Regions from separate parts of the Sus scrofa genome. Here all the other regions are linked to region 1. Evidence: chromatin contacts called from public Hi-C and promoter capture Hi-C data. All regions are on one chromosome and are shown on one strand. Each heading gives the region's core, a stretch centred on a gene start, on an enhancer-like site or on the middle of the called end of the contact. The rest is flanking DNA. Distances are from core to core; before and after follow the strand shown.

Evidence for each region. Promoter capture Hi-C pulls out the DNA fragments that hold promoters and counts their contacts. A called contact is a pair of places that touch in the nucleus more often than the background predicts.
Region 2: a promoter capture Hi-C map of liver shows a contact between it and region 1, with 5 times the contacts expected there. The contact joins the promoter of AMN1 here to the promoter of FAM60A in region 1. A contact is called at or near these places in 1 of 5 promoter capture datasets (liver), 5 of 47 Hi-C or Micro-C datasets (embryonic fibroblasts, liver, mesenteric adipose tissue and 1 more) and 2 of 2 datasets of contacts at active chromatin or transcription factors (alveolar macrophages and skeletal muscle).
Region 3: a Hi-C map of liver shows a contact between it and region 1, with 3 times the contacts expected there. The contact joins the promoter of ETFBKMT here to the promoter of FAM60A in region 1. A contact is called at or near these places in 1 of 47 Hi-C or Micro-C datasets (liver) and 1 of 2 datasets of contacts at active chromatin or transcription factors (alveolar macrophages).
Region 4: a promoter capture Hi-C map of liver shows a contact between it and region 1, with 4 times the contacts expected there. The contact joins the promoter of DENND5B here to the promoter of FAM60A in region 1. A contact is called at or near these places in 1 of 5 promoter capture datasets (liver), 3 of 47 Hi-C or Micro-C datasets (embryonic fibroblasts, liver and skeletal muscle) and 1 of 2 datasets of contacts at active chromatin or transcription factors (skeletal muscle).

What each region holds. Positions count from the first base shown.
Region 1 is chr5:42,927,816-42,932,268 of Sscrofa11.1, reverse strand. It overlaps FAM60A (protein FAM60A), which reads right to left and starts at 1,824. Exons shown (of 6, transcript XM_021092101.1): 1 at 1,639-1,824.
Region 2 is chr5:42,516,472-42,520,924 of Sscrofa11.1, reverse strand. It overlaps AMN1 (protein AMN1 homolog), which reads right to left and starts at 2,359. Exons shown (of 7, transcript XM_021092088.1): 1 at 2,188-2,359.
Region 3 is chr5:42,573,506-42,577,958 of Sscrofa11.1, reverse strand. ETFBKMT (electron transfer flavoprotein beta subunit lysine methyltransferase) reads left to right here and starts at 1,976. Exons shown (of 4, transcript XM_021092089.1): 1 at 1,976-2,129; 2 at 4,238-4,453. The coding sequence starts at 4,243. It overlaps LOC110260715 (a long non-coding RNA gene), which reads right to left and starts at 1,909. Exons shown (of 3, transcript XR_002344057.1): 1 at 1,781-1,909.
Region 4 is chr5:42,640,286-42,644,738 of Sscrofa11.1, reverse strand. DENND5B (DENN domain-containing protein 5B) reads right to left here and starts at 2,063. Exons shown (of 24, transcript XM_021092091.1): 1 at 1,299-2,063. The coding sequence starts at 1,425.

The DNA of each region.
Region 1 (4,453 bases), core at 575-3,074:
AGCAGCCAGCGCCCGGGCTCCAGCGCGGGGCCCCTCGGCTGCCGCTGGCCGCGCGGAAGCACGCTGCCTCTCCGCACACCCGCACCGCGCACTAGTAGCGCCGCGAAAGTTTCCCCGCGAGAGGCCGAGGGACAAAAGCCCCTTCCGAAACTCGCCCGAACTTCGGGGGGCCAGGCCTGCACGGCCCTCCGCCCGGCGGCCGCCCAGAGCGCCCGCCGGGCCCGCAACAGCACATGCGGCTCTTTGTTTTCTGTCCAGCTGGGCGCTGCCTACGTGCAGCAGGAGGGACGTGGGATTGTTTCTCTGAGGGAGATACTAGACGATCGCCCAGGGGAAGGGGCCGGACCCCACGTCCCAAAAGTCCGGGGCCGGTCCTGCCGTCCTCCCCTAGCAGCGGGGCCATTTAATCAAAGTTTTGCAATGTCCTTGATGAGAAACGCCCGGATTCCCCGCCCTGCACCGGCCGAGAGTTGGCGACTTTCACTCTGCTTTTGAAACTGGCAAGACGCCATCATCAGCAAGTCACATTGTCCTGCCGGCCGGCCCCGACAGCACCCGCATCTCCCGGCTGACCGCGAGCCAGAGGCTCAGCCGGACCTGGGAGCAAACCCGGGTCGCAGCCCCAGCACGTGGTCTGTCACGCTCGGCACAAAAAGCAGTGCCCTCCTGAGTTCCCGCACTCCTCCGGCGCAGACAACGCCGCTGCCTCCATCCCCAAGTCAACTTGACTCCGACTGGCCATCTTAAGCCGTACACCGTGGCCCTAGAGAGCGCCGCGGCGCCCAAACCACGCTACAGGTGAATAAATTGCGGACCAAACTTGAGGCTCCAGACACCCCGAACGCCTGCGCTGCCTGGGCGCGGCCCTGGGGAGAAGCGTTTCAGAGCCGGGGCCGCTTCCGAGCGGCCGCGTGCTGCTCATTGTCGCATCCGCATCCCTCCGGAGTTGGGCGGACAACGCCACCCGCATGCACTCCGGCCATGCCGGCACCAAGCCGAAAGGCCAATTTAAACCTCCTCCGCCGGCCAGCTCACAAGTAGACGCAACTTAGTTTTCGAGCGAGGGGCATTCATTGTCCACACTCATCTAAACACGCGCCGGGGGTGGGGGGGCAAGAAACTCAACCACGAGGTCCAACAACGGCGCCCGGCCACTCCCGGGCGCGCGCCCACGCGGGTGCACCGACCCAGGGCCCCTCGGCAGTCGCCAGCAACTCGTTTTCTCTCGGGCCTTTCAGCCACCAGGCTCCTTTTCGCCAGCGAGCACTGCGGCTGAGAAAAGTCATTGTCACCTTCAATGTGGACCCCTCAACTCCGGCGACTCCTCACTCTTCCAGGCTTCACTCACTTCCCCCACCCCAAGACTTTCGGTTTGCCTCAAATACCCTCCCCAATTAAAAAGGACACACTAAACATGCAGATACAAAGAATCTGGGGTCTGAGGACCACGAAAACCGCGCTCCAAGCAATGCCATCTCCAAGACAAAACTTCCTGTGTGCGTATATGAATGTGTGCGTGTGTGTCTGTGGAAGGACTGGGGGAGGTGGTGAGGTGAGGTGAAAAGAGAAAAAAAGCCACTCCGAAATCAAAGCCTCCTGAGACAGTTTTGCACCGCAGTAATGGTTAGAGTCACTCACCTTCCAGAAGCAACCGTTCCACGCGCAATAATGTTTCAGAGGTGGGGAGTGCACGCCAAGCCAACCCACGCTCCAATCGCTCCCTCCTCCTCAACTGCCTTGTCTAGAAAGATTGTCTCCTGCAGTTCTGCAGTTGCCACGGCTGGCGGGGAAGGTGTAGATTCCGCTTTCCTTCTGCGCACGCGCAGCTCCTGGTACAAAATTCTCCTGAATCGAACTTATTTGCATACGGGCGCGCGCGCGTCGAGGGCTGGGAGGGGAGAAGGCCCGGCGGCCGCGCGCGCTCCCGAGGCCTCTATTGTCCTTTTAAGGGGAGAAGCGCCGCGGCGCGGGAAACGCGGCGGCCACAGGGAAACGGGGGCGGGGACTGCTTACTACGGTGACGTCACGTAAACAAACGCCCCCTGGCTGGAGGCCCAGGCTAAGGGGGAGTGGCGAGAGGGGAAAGGCGGAAAGGTTAGCAACCCAGGGAGAACACTGGGCTGCGTGTCGTACTTTACACTCGGAAGCTTTTCGCGCACACCGTTTCGCGTTGAAAAATAGTTTTGAAGGCTGTTTTTGCAAAATTTTCACATCTCTGCCCAGTGTCTGAACTGAAGTGGCAGGGGAGGTGGTCTTCCAAGCGCCCAGATTGAATTAATACTTCTCCCATGTTTCCTAAGTTTTGCTTGAAAAAGGGTTTTTGAATCTTTTTTTTTTTAAATTCTCTGAGGCCAACGGAGATTTGTCTTTCTTGCAGTTTTAATGAGTCGTTTAATAAAGTCCCATTTTGACATTCTGTTCATTCACCAGCTCCCGTCTGCACTCCTCAAAGAGTAACCCACTCCATAATAATTCAGTTTTTTTCTCCACTTTGGCCTTAAGATTTCAAGCCTGTTGCAGTTGAAGAGTTGTTAATTTCCGTGGGAATAGTGTCGCTTTTCTTTTATAGTGGAAAGCCAGTAATCTAGGGACACACATCCCACCTCCAGCTGCTAGTAAAGGGTGATCCAATCACCCAGAAATAATACCACCAACTGGTGGTCTTGGGAATTGAAAAAGTTGCCGGTGAAATGCAGAGTTTCCCTTATGGAATATGTAATAAACCAACAATCTAAATGCTTCTTGCCCCAGAAGAGAAAAAAAAAAAAAAAAACTGAAGAACTGAAGTAAATCTCAGACCAATAAGTGAAAAATGGAAAAAAAATAATTGTGGTACACCTTTATTCCAAGAACACATCTAACACCAACAGGCTGAGACACTGATTTAATGACAGACATGGGGAGACAGGAAGGATGTTTTTCCCAGAAACTTGATATTGGTCCCAAGATGCAAAAGTGTGGACATTAACCATAAAACTTAATCATCTGCTGACAAGTTTCACTGCTTTCACTGTAGTGTCAACAATGTGGACTTAGATATTTCTGATGCAAATCAAAACCACTTTGAGATACCACCTTACACTGGCTAGAATGACCATCATTAAAAAGTCTACAAACAGGAGTTCCCGTTGTGGCTCAGTGGTTAACAAATCCCACTAGGAACCATAAGGTTGCGGGTTCGATCCCTGGCCTCGCTCAGTGGGTTAAGGTCCCGAGTTGCCATGAGCTGTGGTATAGGTTGCAGACGCAGCTCAGATCCAGTGTTGCTGTGGCCCTGGTGTAGGCCGGTGGCTACAGCTCCGATTCGACCCTTAGCCTGGAAACCTCCATATGCCAAGGGAGTGGCCCAAGAAATGGCAAAAGGACCAAAAAAAAAAAAAAAAAAAAAGTCTACAAACAATAAATGCTGGAGAGGGTGTGAAGAAAAAGGAACTCTATTACACTGTTGGTGGGATTGTAATTTGGTACAACCACTGTGGAAAGCAGTATGGAGATTCCTCAGAAAACTAAAAACAGAATTACCATTTGATCCAGCAATCCTTCTCCTGGGCATCTATCCAGAGAAAAACCATGACTCGAAAAGATACATGTGCTCCAATGTTCATTGCAGCACTGCAGTATAATAGCCAAGACATAGAAACAACCAAAATGTCCATCGACAGAGGACTAGATACAGAAGATATGGTACATGTACACAATGGAACATTACTCAGCCATTAAAAGGAAAGAAATAATGCCATTTGCAGCAACATGGATGGACCTAGAAATTATCATGCTAGGTGAAGTCAGTCAGACAGCAAGACATCAACATCATATGGTATCACTTACATGTGGAATCTAAAAAAAAGACACAATGAACTTCCTTGCAGAACAAATACTGACTCACAGACTTTGAAAAATGTATGCTTTCCAAATGAGACAGGTTGGGGGGTGAGGGGATGTGCTGGGGGTTTGGGATGGAAATGTTACAAAATTGGGTCATGATGATCGTTGTACAACTATAAATGTAGTAAAATAGAGTAATTAAAAAGAAATATCAAACTGAAAAAAATAAATAGATAGATATTTCTGAAATGCTAATTTAATGCAAAAGCCAGTTCCTGGTACACACACGATGAACCCACTTCTCAAGTCTTCAATTAATGCTTCTTTTTTTTCTGTAGGCTCTATAGCATACTATTTCTATAACTGTATATGAAACCATACGTTAAATACCTACAAAGGAGAAAAAACCTGACACCCCTCACTAAAACGTTAGCTTCCTAAGGGCAAGAATTTTATATTGTATTCACTTTTGTCTTCTAGTGTCTAAAACAGTGCAGAGCACATAATGAATTCTGAATTTTTGTAAAATAATAAATCAATGGATATTTTCAAACTTAGTATTAGAGATTTATCTCAAGGAAAAAAAAGCTTTAGTTTGGAATTTTTATATTTAACCTAAAATGAGTTT
Region 2 (4,453 bases), core at 1,110-3,609, 410 kb after region 1:
TCCCTCAAAAAGATCTTAAAGATAGATGCCAATCTTTAATCAAATAGGCAATGCTTCTTTGTTTGATTATGTACTTAGCTATATCATGGCTCCTGGGATTTCTGCTCTGGGGAATTTTTCAATCCTTGGCTATTATTCTCAGAGTCATCACATTGTTACCAATAGTGGGGTTCAGCTGCTTGCCACTATAAAGCCAATAAAAAGGCAAGATTAGTGGAAAGGAAAGTTTGCTTTATTTCAGATGCCAGCAACCAATGGGGGGAGGATGGACTCCTGTCCAAAGGCTGACTCCTCCCACTGACAACCAGCTCTTATAAGTGGAGAGATGGGGCTCTACGCAGAAACAGCATAGTCAGCTCTGACAGTCATTTTGAAATTGGTCATGTGGTGGTCTGACCAGCATCATCTTGATTATCTTTAGTACAGTTAATCTTCAGTTCCAGATCAGTTTGTTCCCATTTCCTTGAGGCCTGCCTGCTCTTGGAACTGTGTCAGCTTATGGCATGGCTATATTCTGGTCACCAGGTATTTAACTTCTTCCACCTGATAGAGGTTTCATTACTATAAGACAGCTCACAGGATATGACAGAATATTATCTATAGCCCCTGAGAAGGTCCTTGACTTTGCTTAATGACAAAACTATTATTACGTGGCCTCATTTGACTGTTTCCCTTCGCTCACTTCTCTGATTAAACTTATTCTTTGACTAAAGTTTTTCCACAGAAAAACTAAGTCCTGCTCCATTTCAATATTAACCTCCCTAGTAACCTCTTAAAGAGGTTGTTTTTTTTTTGGCCTCATCTGTGGCATATGGAAGTTCCCAGACCAGGGGCAAGTCACAGCTGCAGCTATGGCACCAGTCGCAGCAACAGCAGATCCAAACCATATCTGCAACCTACACCACAGCTTGTGGCAATGCCAGATCCAGGCATCGAACCAGCATCCTCATAGAGACGACGTTGGGTCCTTAACCTGCTGAACTATAATAGAAACTCCCTCTCAAGAGTTTTAAATGTCTTTAAATTGAGCAGCCACTCACATAGCAAATGAAATCCATCAGGATAAGACAGCTAAAAGAACTCAGTGATCCCACTGCCACTGCCTAGGGTGATTACGAAACTATCAGTAACAGCAGTTACCTGACCGTTCACCTCCATGACTACATCAAATGAGGTAGTGAGAGTAACACTATATTGGTTTACAGTATCAGCTTGCTAAGACAATGACCAGAAGTCGGGGATTTATTAAATAAAATAAAATGGAGACCAGGCTTGAAAATTCCCCAAACTGACCAAGCCAGTTAGGCCATGTAATCAAAACTGAACCTAGATTATTTCATGAACGTAAGTGAAATTTAGGTTATTTCTTATAAATGCCTCTGATAATCAACTTAAATAGTCTTCTTAAAATATCTGCATAAAATAAGCACTTTTAACCAATCCCCTGCCATCTGTAAACTCCCACTGCAATGACCATTGCAAAGGTTAAACAACCTTAACGTGCTCACCTCATAAATCACTGGGTAACTACATGTCTCTGTGCTTCTGGTTTCTCCGCCAATAAAATATATCAAGGAAAGCTCTCTTAATTTTAATACTAGGCAGCCTTCTAAACTTTTAATATGTTAAATTTAATCCTCACTACAATGTCATGAGATAGGTATACTAATATTGTAGGTCAAGAACTTGGGCACAGAGAGATGAAATTACTTTCCATGGTTACACAGCTGGTGAACAGCAGAGCCAGGAACTGAACCCAGCAAGCGCAATCGAGAATTTGAGCGCTACAAAAAGGGAATCAATATTTATCCCCATTATAGTAACTGGGTGGAACTTTGCTGAAGGCTTCTGAGTACCCCATCTAATGTTTTGTTTTATCAAGGCTTTCAGCTCCCATCAGACAGGCCACTGCCAGGAACTCCCTGAGTGTGGAGCTGTCAAAGCTGAGTTCGGACACCTATAAAGGACAGACAGGCAAGCTCGCTAGGCAACCCTTTTGGCCTGACCTTCCTCAGTGAGGAGAGCACAAGTCTGGGATCCAGGAGTGGAAACACCTGCGGGGCCTTCTCAGCGGTCAGAGGCGGGAAGGGGGCGGGGAAGGAGAGCCGCGCGGGGCGGCGGGTGGTGCCGCGGCGGGGCGAAGGGAGGCGGGCCGGGGCCAACTCACAGGTCCAGGAGCTGACTGACCCGCTCCGGGGAGGGCATCGTAGCGGCCCTCGGGAACCTCTTCCACGGTTCCGGGGCCGCCGAAATCCAGCCAGAGACAGTCTGTCAACTCCCGCCCCCCGCGTGATGCGTGGCGGCCCCGCCTCTTCCGGTAGCGCGGCGCGGGCGCGCTCGCGCTGCAGGGGCAAAGCCGAGCCCCGCCCAAGGGGCGGAGCCTTGCGCGCGGCGCCCAAGGGGCGGAGCCTTGCGCGCGGCGCCCAAGGGGCGGAGCCTTGCGCGCGGCGCCCAAGGGGCGGAGCCTTGCGCGCGGCGCCCAAGGGGCGGAGCCTTGCGCGCGGCGCCCAAGGGGCGGAGCCTTGCGCGCGGCGCCCAAGGGGCGGAGCCTTGCGCGCGGCGCCCAAGGGGCGGAGCCTTGCGCGCGGCGCCCAAGGGGCGGAGCCTTGCGCGCGGCGCCCAAGGGGCGGAGCCTTGCGCGCGGCGCCCAAGGGGCGGAGCCTTGCGCGCGGCGCCCAAGGGGCGGAGCCTTGCGCGCGGCGCCCAAGGGGCGGAGCCTTGCGCGCGGCGCCCAAGGGGCGGAGCCTTGCGCGCGGCGCCCAAGGGGCGGAGCCTTGCGCGCGGCGCCCAAGGGGCGGAGCCTTGCGCGCGGCGCCCAAGGGGCGGAGCCTTGCGCGCGGCGCCCAAGGGGCGGAGCCTTGCGCGCGGCGCCCAAGGGGCGGAGCCTTGCGCGCGGCGCCCAAGGGGCGGAGCCTTGCGCGCGGCGCCCAAGGGGCGGAGCCTTGCGCGCGGCGCCCAAGGGGCGGAGCCTTGCGCGCGGCGCCCAAGGGGCGGAGCCTTGCGCGCGGCGCCCTAGCGGAGGCCGTATAAAATCGAGGGGAACCTAACCCTTCGGTAAGCGCTGTGGCGGTTATTGTTCTGTTGACGGTGTCCCCAACTCTGGTGGGTTCCAGAGTGGGCCAGGAGGGCGCGCAGCCTAGCCCAGTATCCTCCGAGCCGCGCGAGGTCACTGCTTTTACGTCCGATGCTGGGCCGTGCCTTTGGCGGGGTATGTCGGTGACCGCTGGGATACAGACTCCGTGACCGTCAGAGAGGTTTAGAGGATCTGAGAGTGACTGCCATTTACCTAGCACTTTCTCTAAAGCGCATACTGAGCTACGTGTTTTCCATAATTAACCACATTCATTTAATCCTGTAAAGTCGGAATTTTTTAGCATTTTTTTTACAGATGAGTGGCACTACATATGTACAAAATGCTCAGTAAGAATTTCATCCTGGCGGGGGTAGAAGAAGAGTTTGTGTTCCAATCAGAAAGGACTCCAAAGAAGGAGCCCTCTGGAAGTTCTCAGGTGGTCCAGTGATTAGGATTGGTTGTTCTCATGCTGTTACCTGGGTTCAATTCCTGGTTGGGGAATTGAGATGCTGCTTCAAGCCTGCCTAGTACGGCCAAGGCGGGGTGAGGAAGAGGCCCTCTTTCCCAGGTGGAGTTCTCTCTCCTTGGTTGAGCTGCAGAGTACTTGCTGCTTTTTGGTGCTTTTTCGTCTCTCTTCCCTTTGTAAACTTTTGATTGAAAGTTGCAACCCAATCTTTCTCATCTCTTCAGGATGCTGCTCATTCAGTCAGCACACACCAGGGTAGGGTGTGTGCTGAAAAAGGGTAGGGGTTATGCTCAGTGCTGAGGGTTCAATGGTGAACACTTGAACCAGACAAGTAAAAGAACAATCAGAATAACTAAAATGTGCTAAAATGGAGTTACTTCTCTGGGGAACACTCACATGAGGGTGGGGGAGGAGGTTACAGAAAAGGTACAGAAAAGAAAGGTAGTCTGTTAGGGACTGTAGATTATTCACAATGGGTACAGTGGGAGTGGTGATGTTACTGGAGTCTGCCCAGTGCACAGTGAGGTCAAATAATACTGAAGTCTGAGTTTGGAGTGGAGGAAAGTTTATTGCAGGGCAGTGAGAGGAGACAGGAGGCTCAAGCCCAAGAGAAACTTGAACTCCCCAAAGGCTTTCAGCAAAGCCTTTTAAAGGCAAGGTGAGGGGTGTGGTTATTTGTTGCAAACTTCTTGGGATTAGATCCTTTGTTCTAGCTGCTGTCAGATAGGTCAGGTCACAATGTTCCTGTAAACTGCCAACAAAACAAATGTTATTCTCTATTGTGCAACTTTTTATCTCCATGCAAATGGACTCTTAAAGGTCAGAGCCTTGGGAATAGACTGTCCTGTATATTTCGGGCTATAGGCAACATCCTTCTACAAAAGATGCACAGCCAGCATGACTAAGCACAGACA
Region 3 (4,453 bases), core at 727-3,226, 350 kb after region 1:
GCCGGCGGCTACAGCTCGGATTTGACCCCTAGCCTGGGAACCTCCATGCGCCGCGGGAAGGGCCCAAGAAATGACAAAAAAAAAAAAAAAGACATTTCGGGAGTTTCCATTGTGGCGCAGCGGAAACAAATTGGACTAGTATCCATGAGGATGTGGGTTCGATCCCTGGTCTTGCTCAGTGGGTCAGGGATCTGGCATTGCCATGAGCTGTGGTGTAGTTCACAGACATGGCTTGGATCTGGCATTGCTGTGGCTATGGTGTAGGTTGGCAGCTGTAGCTCCAATTCAACCCCTAGCCTGGGAATTTCCACATGCTGCACCTAAGAAGCAAAAAATTAAAAAAAGAAAGAAAGAAAGAAAACATTTCAGGAGTTCCCATTGTGGAGCAGAAACAAATGTGACTAGTATCCATGAGGATGCAGGTGTGATCCCTGGCCTCACTCAGTGGGTATGGGATCAGGTGTTGCCATCAGCTTTGGTGTAGGTCGAAGACACAGCTTGGATCCCTCACTGCTGTGGCTGTGATGGGCTTATAGTCTGTTTCTTTGGGATTATTTTAAGAATGTAAAGCCTTTTTCTGGACTATGGAATGAAAGTTTCAGAGACAACAATTTAAGCTGCACTACAGAGAATGGGCTAGAGGAAAGCAGGATTGCAGAGACCAGTTATGGGAATTCAGGCAAGCAATCATAAAGTGAAACTAAGGCAATAGCAAGAGAGATGGAAAGAAGCAGATCAATTTAAAAACTATCAGTGGGATAGAATACAGAAGCTAGTTAAAAACAACACTTCTCTCTTTTTTTTAACAGCCATACCTGCAGCATATGGAAGTTCCCAGCCAGGAGTAAATTGAAGCTGCAGCTGCATCCCTGTGCCCCACACTGTAACACCCCACCTCAGCGATGTATGCTACCTACACTGCAGCTTGTAACAACGCAGGATCCTTAACCTACTGAGCCAGCCATGGAACCTCCATCCTCATGGATACTACTCTGGTTCTTAACCTGCTGAGCCACAATGGAAACTCAAAAAACAACATTTCTTAGGCAAACTAATCTTTAATGTCTGTTAAGAATTATTAACAGGGAGTTCCCATCGTGGTGCAGTGGAAACAAATCCCACTAGGAACCATGGTTTGATCCCTGGCCTCGCTCAGTGGGTTAAGGATCTGGCGCTTCGGTGAGCTGTGATGTAGGTCCTAGAAGCTGCTCAGATCCTGTGTTGCTGTGACTCTGGTGTAGGCCGGAGCTGTAGCTCTCACTGGACTCCTAGCCTGGGAACCTCCAAATGCCAAGGGTGCAGCCCTAAAAAGCAAAAAAATAAAAAATAAAGAATTATTAACAGCAAGAGAATCAGAGAGTACTATCGAAATAAACTGTAATTAAGAAAATTAAAAAGATTGTGCATGCATGAAATTATAACAGGGAGGACATTATGATTTAATCACAGTTGAGCATAAGCGTCATTATTATTATTATTATTGTCTTTTTGCGTTTTCTTGAGGCGCTCCCGCGGCATATGGAGGTTCCCAGGCTAGGGGTCTAATCAGAGCTGCAGCCACTGGCCTAAGCCACAGCCACAGCAACGCAGGATCTGAGCCGCATCTGCCACCCACACTACAGCTCACGGCAACACCAGATCCTTAACCCACTGAGCAAGGCCAGGGATCGAACCCTCAATCTCATGGTTCCTAGTTGGATTGGTTAACCACTGAGCCACGACGGGAACTCCAAAAGTAAGCGTCATTATTAAAGGTTTATTAAAGGTCTATTTTGCTCACCATTCTATGCCCAGTGTTTAGGAGTGTGACTGGCATGAAGCAGATGCTCCAGGGCTTCAAAGTGGATCTTCAAGAAATCAGTATTTGTAGCTCCCCTATTTCCCAAGGGAGGTCTGAAAGCCCGGTGGTTTCGAACTTCCTGTCCCTTTAAGAAGGGCAGGCGAAAGGAGAAAAGGCGCTGCCGGGAAGGAGGGCGGAGCCTGGGCTGGGCTGGGCTGGGCTGGGCGCCGGCTTGGCTGAGGAAGCTGGACCCCGCTTGCAGTCATAAAGAAGGTGCAAAAAGACGGGCAGAGGAGAGTGACAGACGTGCCCAGTGCTTAGCTTCCTGAGGCGGTGTTAGCACAGCCGGGTAAGGAGAGGAGAACTGTGCCTGCCCCTTTAAGGTTGACTCTCTCCTTGGAGGGAAATCACGTGCTAATACTTTTGGACCCGTCTTTTTAACCCGTCTTCTTTCCTTAGCAATCATTCCACGTACCAAGTGTCCAGCACATAATCACATATTCATAAGGGGTGCTGTTTCATTGGTGCTGGCTTGGGAGGGAGCGACATCGGTCTGGATGAAATGGTGTCCACAATCTCCTATTTGATTTCTTTTTAAACCTTGGACTTTTGGGATTCAAGGGCTGACCCGGTCGGTCCTCACAGGATTAGTCCAATGAGGTCAGCCTAGACCCTGGGATTCCAAAAGCATAAACGTGGGCTAATTTTATTAATACCCACTGGAGGTCCATCCTGAGTTCACAAACTGGTCTGAGAGGCATTGTGGCCCGCCTGTGTCTTGATATTTTAATTAGTTGCCAGTTTATGTGCCAGTTTAAGTGAGAGTTTATGTGTAAATATCTGGATTATCTTGAGCGATTGGGAGATCAGCCCAGGAGTCCCTGGCTGGCAGCAGTTTGCGGCCCTTTTGGACTGTTTTGAAACAGTTTACAGTTTGCCACAGCCCCTCTGTTATCTAACAACAGCCTGGATCATACATCTATCACCAGCCCAGCCCTGGTAGGCATTTAAGCTTGGGGCCCCTACTCTAAATACTTGGGTGGATATAAGACTTTAAAATATTTACGCAGATTAGATCAGAGGTCTCAAACAACTGGGTGTATAATTTCTGTTTAAACTGCTCTTTCATTCCTGCTTATTCTTATCAAGGTGTCTTTTTATATTAAGTCCAGTTTTGGTAAAGATGACTCATCAGAGGTATTTACAGAAAGAGGTTTGGGAGCTGATATTCTTTTATTACAATTAAATCTAAAGGTTTTTTTTTTTTTTTTTTTTTTTTTTGCTTTTTAGAGCCACACCTAAGGCATGTGGAAGTTCCCAGGCTAGGGGTCAAATTGGAGCTTCAGTTGCCAGCCTATACCACAGCCACAGCAACTCAGGACCCGAGCCTCACCTGTGACCTACACCACAGCTCAGGGCAACGCTGGATCCTTAACCCACTGAGTGAGGCCAGGGAGCAAGCCTGCATGCTCATGGATCCTAGTCGGGTTCATTAACCATTGAGCCACGAAGCGAACTCCTCTATAGTTGTTTTTTTTTTTTTTTTTAATATTTTTTTTTTTAGGAAAAACCCTTGAATCTTTATTACATTGATGTTTTATGCTAGGACTATCTTTATTGTGCAGTCAGTATAATTTATCTCTACCCACAGTTAAAATTTGACAATCTGTACAACTTTTGGCTAGACTTCATAAAGGCAAGAACTATGTTTGCCCTGTTAATTGCTCTATTCCACCACTGGCATCTAAGCTTTCTGAAGAGAGGGACTTTTGTTTATTTTGTTCAAAGTTGCCAGGCAAAGTCCCTGCTTAAATGGAAGTGATTTATTAAATGTATGAAAGAACTTTAAAGGTATATCTTATTGTGTGTAACAGGCATGTTCCTGAGGATTCTCTCAAAAGCAAATGCTTGTATATTTGTTATTCTAAATTATTAAGAGGATTCTGTTGTGAAAAGGCATCTTTTAAAAGACTGGCTTTTCCTTGGAGTTCCCCTTGTGGCCCAACAGGTTAAGAGCCTGACTAGTATCCATGAGGATTCAGGGTCAGCGTCGTTCACAGAGTTAAGGATCTGGTGTTGCCATGAACTATGGTGTAGGCCCACAGCTGCAGCTCTGATTCAGTCCCTAACCTCACAACTTCTGTATGCCTCAGGGGCGGTCATAAAAAGAAAAATAAATAAATAAAAATAAAAGATTGGATTTTCCAAAATTAATATATGAGCACTTTCACCTAAAATGAACTTGTATTTGTGCATCATCTGATACAGAGCTACTACTATTTTCTTACTGTGTAATAGCATTTGGAAGTGTCAGTGAGCCTTGGGATTTTCAGTATTATTTATTTAGAGGTCCAGATATTCTAGTCGAGATCAGTTTGGCCGTCAGACCCTTGTTCTTTCCCCACGAGGAGCAACTCTTATCAAGAACAACACTGACAAACCTGTGCTTTGGGACAGGACTGATGGCTTTGTGCCCAGGCTGGAGAGCATTTGCATTGTTTCCCTTTAACCGCTGTGGTGTCCTTGGGAAAGCTGTGAGAAGCACTGGTCTTCCCTTGTTTCCCTGGGGCCACTGCCCCTGGAGAGGAACTGGAAGCTTCCTGGACCCCGAGATGAAAGCCTTCCTGGAGGAGCACACTGAAGTCACCAGAAGTGGCAGCCTCACCCCTGAAA
Region 4 (4,453 bases), core at 814-3,313, 290 kb after region 1:
ACATAGTTTTGGTTGAAAATGTTTTGCTGTGAAACTAACAACATATTCACTTAGCTAAGGGGTGGACTGATGGGTATTGTACCTTAAGGCTGAACAGTTTTGTTTACTATTGTTTATTACTTAATACACTCTTTCCAGTACCCCCTCCAAAAAGAAAAGAAAAAAATAATAAGACACATTGGTGCACTCAAGAAGGAATGCTATGTCCAAAAGAAGCTGTTCTGAAAAGCTATGACCTAAGTGTTTAAACACTGACACAGATAAAGTTCAGGCGGTAGATGTCACTTGTCTCACCCGTTTAAAAAAAAAAAATCCAGATTCAGATCCCAAGAAGACAAGCAGAAAGAAACAGGCGTGAAAAATAAAATCAGTCCTTTCTCCCGCCTCCTCCCAACACTGCGCACTCACCCCCGCCCCCTCCACCACCATCCTTTAACCGCCTCTTTTCCCATCTCCGATCCCCAGCTCAGCCCTGCACTGCGCCATCAAAAGAGTCGAGAGGACCGACCTATGCCCCTCCAGGAAAGCCCAGGCAGCAACACACGGTGCACCCAACTGAGGGGAATTATATTCAACTACTTAAACTCGGAACAGTGTAAGCAGTATCAACAAGGCATCATGCCGGGTCCCAAGCGTCCAAAGATCGTCGACAGCTCCTGCGACACTGCCAAAACGACAGGATTCCAAAAGGTGACTCGACCGTCATCGCAGAACCCGAGGCGGCGCAGACCGGGAACAGTTAAGGATGAAATCCAACTAGCCTCCAGCCTGGCGCTCGCCCCGCGGGTCACTGCCGCCTGGGGGGACGCGGCCCCGCGGTCTCCCACGCCCCCTCTCCGAGGGGGCCCGGGCGCCGCGTCACGTGCCGGGGCTGAAACTTCGCAGCCGGGGCGGCGGGCGGCGCGGGGGGTGAGCCACGGGAGCGCAGCGAAGCCGGGAGTTCACGCGCCCGGTGATTCACCCGCTGCCTCCGCGAGCAGCTGCGGGCGAGGGGGCCGGCATGCTCGGCCCAGGCCGTGCCCTCGGAGCCGCCCCCTCCCCTGCCCCCGCGACTGTTATTAATAACCCCGCGCCCGCCAGGCGAAACCCTGGGCGGACGCCCGAGGGCTCAGCAGCGCACCCTGCACGCGGAATAAATAACAATGTCATTAAATCGCGGCCCCAGAACCCCGCCGGCCGGAGAGCAAGCGCCGCCGGGAGCTGACTTTGTCTGAAGCCCGTACCCCGCCTCCCGCGCGTCCTCGCAGCGTCCCCCGCGTCCCTGAGGAGTACACGGCGCCGCCGCAGCCCGGCCTTACCCGCCAGCTCGTCAGGCTCCAGCCCGCTGTCCGCGTCGATCCCGCACAGCACGAAGTAGTGCGCAAAGCGGCAGGCGGCCGGGGAGGAGCCCGAGCCCGGACCGGGCGCCGCGCCGCTGCCGCTCATCCCGGCGGCGCTGCTCCAGCCGCCGCCGCCGCCGCCGCCGCCGCCGCCGCCGCCGCAGCTCGGGAGGGCTAGCTGCTGAGGCTGCCGCTCCGGCTTCGGTCTCCGCGCGCCCGTCCTAGGGCGACCCGGGCGCGCCCATGGCGGCGCAGCCACTGCTCGTCACCGCAGCCTCGCTCCTCGCTCGGCGCCGGGAAAGCGGCCGCGAGCTCGCGCCCAATCCTTCGGGATCCCAGTGACGGGTGGGGGAGGGGCGCACAGGGGGAGTGTCGCCGGGAGAGGCCTGCGCCGCCGCAGCTGCTCTCGTAAGCTGGGAGCCGCGGCGTCTGGCGCCCGCGGGTCAGCTGAGCGGCACACGGGCTGTGGGAGCGCAGGGAGCGCTGGGGCGCGGAGGACCGGTGCGTGGGGCGGGGGCGCGGCGGGGAGGGCGCGCGCGAAAGGGGCGGGAGCGCGCGTTTCGGTCCTGTGTGCGCGCGCTCCCAGCGGGCTCGGAATTGAGCGCCGCGCGCGGGCGGGATTCGTGCCAGCCTGCCCAGGCTGCGGAGCTGGGGCGACCCCACACACGCGCCTCTCGGCCTCCGCCAGCCAACAAGAGGCTTAGCCTCAGAGCGGGATGCTACCTTAGCCCTCTAAATGGGATGCTACCTATCCTAATTAAAAAGAAAGAAATGCAGCTTTGGGAAAGGCTAACGGCCGCTCTGAAATCTTTTCCACAAAGGTCTGGACCATCAACATATTTTAAACTGTGACAAGTACAGATGGCTATCTCATTTTAAGATCCTAGTCCTTGGACTTCCCTTGTGGTGGAGCAGGTTAAGGATCCGATGTTGTCACTACTGCAGCTTGGGTTCTGCTGTGACGGTGGTTCCAACCCTGATCTGGAAATTTACTCATGCCTTGAGAGGCGGCCAAAAAAAAAAAAGAAAGAAAGAAAAAAAAATCCTAGTCCTTTAATCCTTCCCCCAGCTCTCAGCCCCATTCACAAGACATCTTTCCTCAATGAATTGGTGCCAACTCAGTGGGGCGGGGGCGGGGGGTAAACAACACAACTCAATATCTACAAAGATTTGAGACTTCTGAAAGGACTGCAATTGACAACTTCCCTTCCCTGACCCACTGTAATTTATCCAGACATTTTCCAGGTGAGTGTAAAGTTGCCAAGGCGCTCCAGTTCCCCAGCAGTGTTCTCGTTTGATTTTATCAGCTCTCCCTGCAGGTACAATCGGAGGCTGATAAGGCAACAGGAATTAGACCCTGAACTCTGCTCTTCACAAAGCTATTGCTTGCTTGCTTTTTTAAAAAAATTTAGGGTAAGTACCCAGGCTGGGGGTCTAATCAGAGCTTCAGCTGCTGTCTTCCGCCACAGCAATGCCCGTTCTGAGCCTCATACCTTCACGGCAATGCAGGATCCTTAACCCACTGATGGAGGCCAGGGATGTAACCTAGGTCCAATACTAGTTGGGTTCATAACCCGCTGAGTCACAACGGAAACCCTGGCTATGGCTTTCTTACCCTGCTCTTTCCTCTGACTTTCTCTTCTTCAGAAAGGGCTTGCCAACTAGTTATTACTCCTTTGAAAGGTGAAAAATTGAATCCATCCCATCTCCACATTGTCATCCCTTCCACAATTCTCCCTACTCTTTGAGGATTTGGATGGGGGGGTTGCGTGGTCTGAATCGTGACTACCACTGGTAGACACATAAAAAAACCCTCCAGGGTGGTGGACTAAGAGAATGAACCTCAATTATTTGAATAATGTTCTTCCTGGAAGATATGTATGCATACACACCATCATTTACTGTAGTCTGTACCCTCACTTTCTCTCTTTTCAAGTTTGAAATGAAAGAAAAATAAAACAATCAGAGTGAGCCACTGGCTGGGTAATTGACCATTAGCTCCTATTGCATCCTGAACTTTTCCTTCAAAACACTTTTAATGACTTTTTTCCTGTATCTATCTTCTTAGCTGGATTTTAAGCTCCACAGAGCAGGAGTCACGCTCTAAGATTCATCATATTTCTAGCATCTAGCAGAATACTGGTCCCACCTAGTCCCTCAGTTTATATTTATTGAATGAATGAAAGAAGGGTGGTTATCTAGGTAGTGACAAGCTGTTGATGCTACTAGGAAAATACGGAAACTCGAACATCTGTAACATATTTATGAACATATGCTAATTTGCTGTTGTTATACAGTTATTGCTTTTTCTCATATAGAGAGTACTGAAGTATATAAAACAATTTCACTAATAAGGGGGTCGGGAGACAGTGATAGGCTGTGTATGTATTTCTCCTATCTTTGATGGTAACTCCTTGCAGAATGTTTTTTAGAAACACAATAGAAAACTGATTTACTAAAAAAGAAAAGGGGGGGGAGAAAACTGATTTACTGTTGGCACTAGCACCTTTTGGGGGGCACTTTTTTTGTATTTTTAGGGCCAAACCCACGGCATATGGAAATTCCCAGGCTAGGGGTTCAATCAGAGTTGTAGCTGCTGGCCTACATCACAGCCACAGCAATGCCAGATCCAAGTTGGTCTGCAACCTACACCACAGCTCACAGCAACGCCAGATCCTTAACCCACTGAGCGAGGCCAGGGACTGAACCTGTTTACTCCTGGATACTATCCGGGTTCATACTGCTGAGCCATGATGGGAACTCCAAGATATGTCACTTTTTGTTCATTTGAAAAATGACTTATGAGCTTGTAAGCCCTGCATTATTTTTTTTAATTTTTTTAAATGATTTTTATTTTTTTCATTATAGTTGGTTTACAGTGTCCTGTCAGTTTCTACTGCACAGCATAGTGACACAATCACACACACATATATATATATTCTTTTTCTCACTTTATTCTCCATCATGTTCCATCATAAGTGACTAGACATAGTTCCCTGTGCTACACAGCAGGATCTCATTGCTTATCCACTCCAAATGCAATAGATTGCATCTATTAACCCCAGACTCCCAGTCCATGCCACTCCCTCCCTACATTAATGTTTTTAAGATGAAAAAATAGAAGCCCAAACAGA